Regions from separate parts of the Gossypium hirsutum genome. Here region 1 is linked to region 2. Evidence: chromatin contacts called from public Hi-C data. All regions are on one chromosome and are shown on one strand. Each heading gives the region's core, a stretch centred on a gene start, on an enhancer-like site or on the middle of the called end of the contact. The rest is flanking DNA. Distances are from core to core; before and after follow the strand shown. Region 1 holds the start of LOC107961941 (phosphoribosylglycinamide formyltransferase, chloroplastic). Region 2 holds the start of LOC107963121 (pyrophosphate--fructose 6-phosphate 1-phosphotransferase subunit beta).

Region 1 (3,286 bases), core at 193-2,692, 320 kb after region 2:
AAATGGGGCATTAGCATAGCGAATGTGGCTGACTTTGCTAAACCACCGGAAAAACTTTCCTACCCTCAGCAAATAGGTACATGGTGTTTATCGATTTCTAACAGACCTATCTATGTGTGTTGCATGTCTTGCCACCTCTTATTTTACTCTCATAGTTGTTTCTTTATATGTATATTGAAGAGTTGTTGAATTATTTGCATTTACTTCTTAACTTTTTTACGCCCACATCGTGATAGTGTCCTCTTGTAGTTTCTGAATGTTGTTTTTTGATACGCAGCGGTTACTGCAACTGGAATTATCTGGTCACGCTACAGCACTGTAATCACTCCGGTAAGTTTGATGATTTATTGGATTGCCTAACCTAAAAAATTTGAGGAACTCGACGTTATCAAAGAGAAAATATATGAAAAAACACGCAAATAGTATAGATAACGGTTATAATCAGGAACATAAGGTTCAGGTTGTTTTTTATTCTCAGTCATTGTTTGATTTCTAAAATGCAGAAAAACTGGAATCTCTTCAGTGTAAACATTGCTATGGCTGGAACAGGCATATACCAACTAACACGAAAAATAAAGTAAGTAAACTCAACCAATGATTATCTGTTTCCCTTAACTTATTCGAACTTTTGCATTATATATTGGATGTATTAGTAGAGAAAGGAGGGAAACACTTCTTATTCCAATAATTTTATTGAAGGCAGAGCCGGCCATTGCATCTGAATGATCTTTCCTTCTTGCTCTGTTTTTGTTACCGTTTATTTGCTGTTGCTGCTCTCTGATGCACAGTTTTATAAAACTTTTTTGTTGATATTTCAGACATGATTACTTTTCGGAGGCAAAGCCGGCCATTGCATCTGAATGATGATGAAATCTTCCGAAATCCTCTGTTTTTAATGGAACAAATTATCAGTTATCTTGCCTTGTTTTTCTGTTAATTAAAAGTTACACTTTGGCTCTATGGCTTGGCTTTGAATTACTCAAGCATGTTGTGTTGTGGAAAAATTGGAACTTGATGATGATGATTGTAGAGCCATCAACTGATACTGAACTGAGCAACAGAATCCCTAAAATTTTCAATAATGCTTTTGTTTCCTCACTTCTCTTTTACAATCTTTAGGTATAAATTTTCGTATGCATTCATATGGAAAGTTTGATTTCCATTGGGAGCAAGCCTTGGAAATCTTTACTTAGTATATATTTATAGGTATTTATGCCTTAAACAAAATTAATTGTTTCCCCATAAAATAAATTTTTTATTTTGATAACTTAATTTTATATATTATGAGTTAGAATAAAGAAGTTAAAAGCTACATTAAGAAAAGGGTAAATTACATTATTAGTTACTAAACTAAGGGTAAATTTTTGTTTTAGTCACTTAATTAAAAACATTACAATTTGATTATTGAACTATTCGAAAATTTTTATTTAAATTATTAAATTATTCAAAAATTTTTATTTAAGTTATTGGGTTGTTAAGTTTTTTTTTTAAAAAGTTTTGCCAATGAGTTTCAAGTCATAATTCAAAAATTGATACGGTGGATCAATAACCATTGAACTGTAGAAGGGAAAAAAAGCTTTCTATTGGGTAGGTAGTGTGAATAAAGAAAATTATATAATATCGATTTCAACAATCCAATCATTTAAATGAAAATTTTTGAATAATTTAATTATCAAATTATAATAATTTTTAATTAAATGACTACAACTAAAATTTACCTATAGTTTAGTGACTAATAATGCAATTTACCTGAAAAGAAACCTACATTTTTTTAGTTAGCAATTGCAAAAACTAACTTATATATTATTTTTATTTATTAATTATCTGTATTATATAATTAATTAACCCAAAATATATACCAAACCCAGTCATTCATATAACCCAATTTAATCTACCCAACCCAACCCTAAAAATCTAAACCCAAAATCATTCTTGTTCATCCAACTCTCAGTCTCTCTCTCTCTCTCTCTCTCTCTCTCTCACTGCAGCTGCTGGCTCTTCCCATCGCAGCCATCTCTTTGTTGGTCGACGGTTGCTTCCTGGTCAGAGAGAAAGGTAAAATCCCTCCTTGGCTCTCTCGACTTTCTGTGTTTATGTAAAACCAGATGTTGCTCAAATTAACACCAAAATTCCTTTTTATCAGTATATTTAGCTTCAAATATTATTTTGGCAGTAGGCTTTTTGTATTTGAATTTATGCAATTGAAAACCAATGATCCCATTAAAGCAGCCCATGTTGTGTTAATAAGAAGGCTTCAAGAATGGTCCAATAAAACAACCCAGCTTGTATCTAATAAAACTCATCGTTTTACGTCTTTAGTTTAACTCTTTTCTTTCTTCCTTTTTTTACCAACGCCAGACTCACTAGTCGAATAATCGCACAGTCCTGAGGCACCCACTCCTTTCTTTCTTGCTTACTGTCTCTCTTCATTACCATAAAATTATATTTCTCTCCATAGATCCCCTATCCCAAGCTCTCAGCTGCAGCAGGTCAGTATTTCTATAAAGTTTTTTTTTTGTATTTATTTAGCTAAGGGATTTGAAAATTGCGGGAAGTTGCTGCCGATCACGATTCTCTATTCACCTTCTTGTTATGCTTCCAAACTTTTGAGTGCCTTGGAATGTTATGATGCTGAAACCATATTTGGTTCTTACTCTGCTGCTTTTTATACATAATGTAGTCAAACGCCTTTTTTTTTCTTTCTTTCAATAGATATGGTCTGTTTATGTTTGTTTGGGGCGAGTGTTATGTTAATAAAACAATGTTAGTGAATGTTGGATTAATTTTAAAGCTTAACGAATTATTGAATGTTGGGATGGAACGGTAGCTACCAATCGTTTAGAGATAGCTTAAAAATTGCGAATCTTTGGATATTGCTGAACCATCACGAAGCTTCTCAAATAGTGTTTAATTTGATTCGAGTTTAGCTGATATAGTTTTGCTTTATAATTTGAATATCCTTGGTGGCAGCATTATACATTGATTGATATTTATGCTTCTGCTCTGTTCTTCTTAAGTCTTTAGCTTAAAGAGGAATGAAGCTCATTGTTTTAGCTTTATTGTTTCTCGTAATGTTAAAAAAGAGTATTCACAATGAGATTCTGTCTCTCTCTCTGGGCAATGCTTTGTCATGATGGTTCTTGATCATCTTCGTCCGCATGTAAATGCTTAACACTGGAACTTGTATTTTGCAGGAAGTAATTTGAAGGTTTTTTGAACTCTACAATCTTCGAGGCTAGAGATCAATTGAGTGTATTTCCATTTTTATGCATTTATTGCATAGAAT
Region 2 (3,555 bases), core at 902-3,401:
TTGATCGTGCATCTATCATGACATTCCCAATCATTTCAGCATATATCTATAAGAAGATAAGCAAACATGAGTACATATCTAATGCAGTGGCATATACAACAAAAGGGTGTATAAGAAATACTTGCACAAATGTTAAAATAAAGACCTATAAAATGTGAACGCAGAAGCCTTACTTTGCAAGCAGTATCAAACCCAAAACTTGTAGGAACTTCTTTGCATTTCAAATCACCATCGATGGTTTTTGGGCATCCAATCACTCGAGTTTTCAGATTTTTACTCCTAATTGGCAAATTGAAGAAGCAAGTAAAGTAATATGGTATACATACTTTCCATCAGCAACAATATATATCAACAATACAAAATTTCTCTAACTGTACCTGAAGTTTTCAGCAAGAAGGCAAGCATTTGTGTTTGAGTCATCCCCACCAATAACAACAAGCCCATCCAGATCAAGCTTTGCTGCTGTTTCTTCAGCTTGCTTGAACTGAAAATCGTACCAACTTTATTCAGCAATTATTAGTTGATAAAAACTCAATAACTAGAATGATTTACAGATGTAACCTTACCTGCTCAGGAGTTTCAATCTTGTCTCTCCCACTACAGATCATATCAAAGCCACCCTGGTTAGAATAAATAAACACAATTGTTAGGATCTTTGCTTTGCGGGTCAGTGCATATGTTGTAACGTATAGACGCAAAGTTAAAATTAATAATAATATGCATGGTTAACAGACAACATAACCTTACTAATATGAAAATAACACAGCCTATAATGCAGGTGGCATGAAACACTGCCATGCTGCTCTTTCACATTGTTTAAATTGTTCTTACCAACAAGAGGAACATTAAGCAGAAGCTACTTTATCATATACTCGCACCAACTTCTCATATGATAATAATGTAGAAATTTCAAAATCGTCAAAATTCCCAAAAGCCATAGTTACTACCAAACACTATTAATATTTAAGCACGCGCTGCTAAAATTCAAAAAGGATCTTTAGGCTTCATTAGGTTACTATTTTCTTTTGCTTCCTGACACTAACATTTCTGTAAATACTAGCAAATAATACCTGATTTCTGTAAGGGTAAATATAATCTGCAGTCAATTCTACGTATTTTCCCTTCATGACCCCAGCAGGACCACCCCTAAAACCATACAAAGTGCTACCTGGAGCACGCTCCTGCAAGTAATCTATCATTCCAAAGGGAAAAAATTTTGTTTCCATTAGCACAAGTATCGTAATTCTGAAGTAACATGCAATGTTATTTAAACAATGTAATTGAGAAAAAAAAAAAGACTAACCGAAAATTCCGCAAATCACATTGTGACCTCCAGGTGCCTGCCCTCCAGACAAAACGACACCGATCTTTAGCTTCTGATCAGATCCGATACTGTCTATTCCGTTCGGCACCAGCATAGACGAGGGTTGCCCGAACAGATTCGGAAACAGCTTTGCTATCTCATCTGCCAAGAAACAAATCTGCCAGTTCAGTGAACTGAGCTAAATACTATTGTTTTACTTGCATGATTATCCAGATAAATTACAAAAAGAAAAAAAGAAACTAGATCGAAAATGAAAAAGAAGAATAACGAAGTGAAGAGAGAAGAACCAGGGTTGCCGGCGGCGGAACTAGCGGGACCATCGACAATTTTGAAGGGGCTTCTGAGAACAGAAGGTACAGGAAGAGCGTGGTCGATACGACTCGTTTGGACCTCGCTGTAAACGGAGGCGAGACGTCCTGCGAACGGAGTCGTTTCAACGGCGGCTACACCGCCGTTAGTTACAAAAGAGGGAGCCATCTCTTTTTTACTTAGGAAATTTTTTTTGGTGGTTATACCTAACTCAGTCCTATCAGTTGCGAGTCGACTAGTGAGTAGTGATTCAAGCGTGGCGTGAATCTATCAGATTTGTCCTGAGTCGCTTTTAAGTCAAAACGGGAAGGGTAGTAGTGTCCTTTCAGGTAATATATTTGGGCTCTTGGGAGACTCCGCCCCTGAAAAGGTATCTGTTTGCCCGTTGAAATCGGTGGTATTTTAGAAATTTACCAGCGAAACGACAATGAATCAAATAGTTTCAGGATCCAGTAACGGATGAAATTATAGCAGAAGAAAGGAGGCAGATGCACGATAAACATGAGTAATACGATGACCCATATGTTCATGCAACAAATAATTTAAGTAATATATAAAAAATTAAATATTGTGAAAATTTAATTAAACCGTCCTCAAATATTCGAATTTTCTGCCTGCATTCAAATATTTAAATCTATTATTTACGAATTTGATTATCCATTATTAAAATAAATAATGATTAATATATGCAATGTTACAAATCTATTGTGAATAGTAATTAAAATATCCAAAACAAATATGATATTTGCAAATATTGAATATCCGTTATCTATTATCATCTCTAATCAAAACACGTAAAATATTAAAATTTATGACAAAATTTTTTTATATAATATATTAATGGGGAGAGATTCACTCATATAGTGTAAAAATTAAATTAGTTTTACACACTTTCATAATTATTTATATGATCAATATTTTAACGATTTAATTGTTATATTTCATGCCTATTCATATAGACCATTGCATGTCAAATTTAATATATTTATTTTATGTAAAATAAATTCAATCGTTGAATATATATTAATATATAGAACATTTTAGATCGATATGATAAAGATATTGGGTCAAAACAAAAATTTACATGCATGATCAATATAATTATACTGATAAATTTAACGATTAGCTCATTAAAATGTTAATCATATAAATAATTATATGTAAAAATATATAAAATTATTTTAATTTTTAGACCCTGTATGTTAATTATAGTAAAAAGAATATTTAAAAATATACCATGAAGCCTCGAATAACCTTAGCTTTTTTGGTTAGGTGGGAAGTGGGAAAGCATATTCTCATATTCCTTTTTCAATTTTTTTTTCTGTTTTGTTTTGCTTCCAAGTTTCTCATATTTCATTATTAAAGTGCTTGCTTGTTCATAAATATTCATTGGAATCATCCTAAAATATCTACAAATATGAAAAGGAGTCCGGCCCAACAGATTGGGTCTTACCTGTAATTGTTGAGTTTGGTATTGGGTTAGGAGGGAGTGATCTAAAACCGAAAGAAAGTACCAATTGGAGTCCGCAAACCCCACTGCTATGCCCATCTCCACCCAAAAGGATATGGCTTTTTTTGCCTAAGGGGTCTGCTATCCCCGTATAGGTTCCATTTGTGCAGATAACCATAAAATATGATTAGCAAAGCAATCTCAGTGCACGCAAGATCCAATGATTGACCAAATCAAACCTAAATGATAGTGTTTTTAGTGACAAATTGGAACCAGAGATGTCCCCAAGTGCTCAAATCTGGAAAGTTTTACGAACAGGGCGTAGGGCTACACCCTCTAACTCAAAGAACTTAACATATTGCTCCCCCTTTCTGTCATTACCAGGTGCTTTCATCTTCTACACTCTGACACTTGCAAGATGTTTTTTCTTGGCTTAAAATCTAAAAATTCCTCAAACTTAAAAAAAAAAAAG

What was found. A called contact is a pair of places that touch in the nucleus more often than the background predicts.
Region 1: a Hi-C map of leaf shows a contact between it and region 2, with 3 times the contacts expected there. The contact joins the promoter of LOC107961941 here to the promoter of LOC107963121 in region 2. A contact is called at or near these places in 2 of 34 Hi-C or Micro-C datasets (both in leaf).

What each region holds. Positions count from the first base shown.
Region 1 is chrA06:118,190,740-118,194,025 of Gossypium_hirsutum_v2.1, forward strand. It overlaps LOC107961941 (phosphoribosylglycinamide formyltransferase, chloroplastic), which reads left to right and starts at 1,443. Exons shown (of 6, transcript XM_016898126.2): 1 at 1,443-2,055; 2 at 3,195-3,286. It overlaps LOC107961943 (mitochondrial pyruvate carrier 4), which reads left to right. Exons shown (of 5, transcript XM_016898129.2): 2 at 1-76; 3 at 278-330; 4 at 504-577; 5 at 819-1,098. The coding sequence ends at 864.
Region 2 is chrA06:117,868,284-117,871,838 of Gossypium_hirsutum_v2.1, forward strand. LOC107963121 (pyrophosphate--fructose 6-phosphate 1-phosphotransferase subunit beta) reads right to left here and starts at 2,152. Exons shown (of 16, transcript XM_016899706.2): 1 at 1,612-2,152; 2 at 1,304-1,465; 3 at 1,071-1,192; 4 at 567-620; 5 at 378-484; 6 at 174-279; 7 at 1-46. The coding sequence starts at 1,801.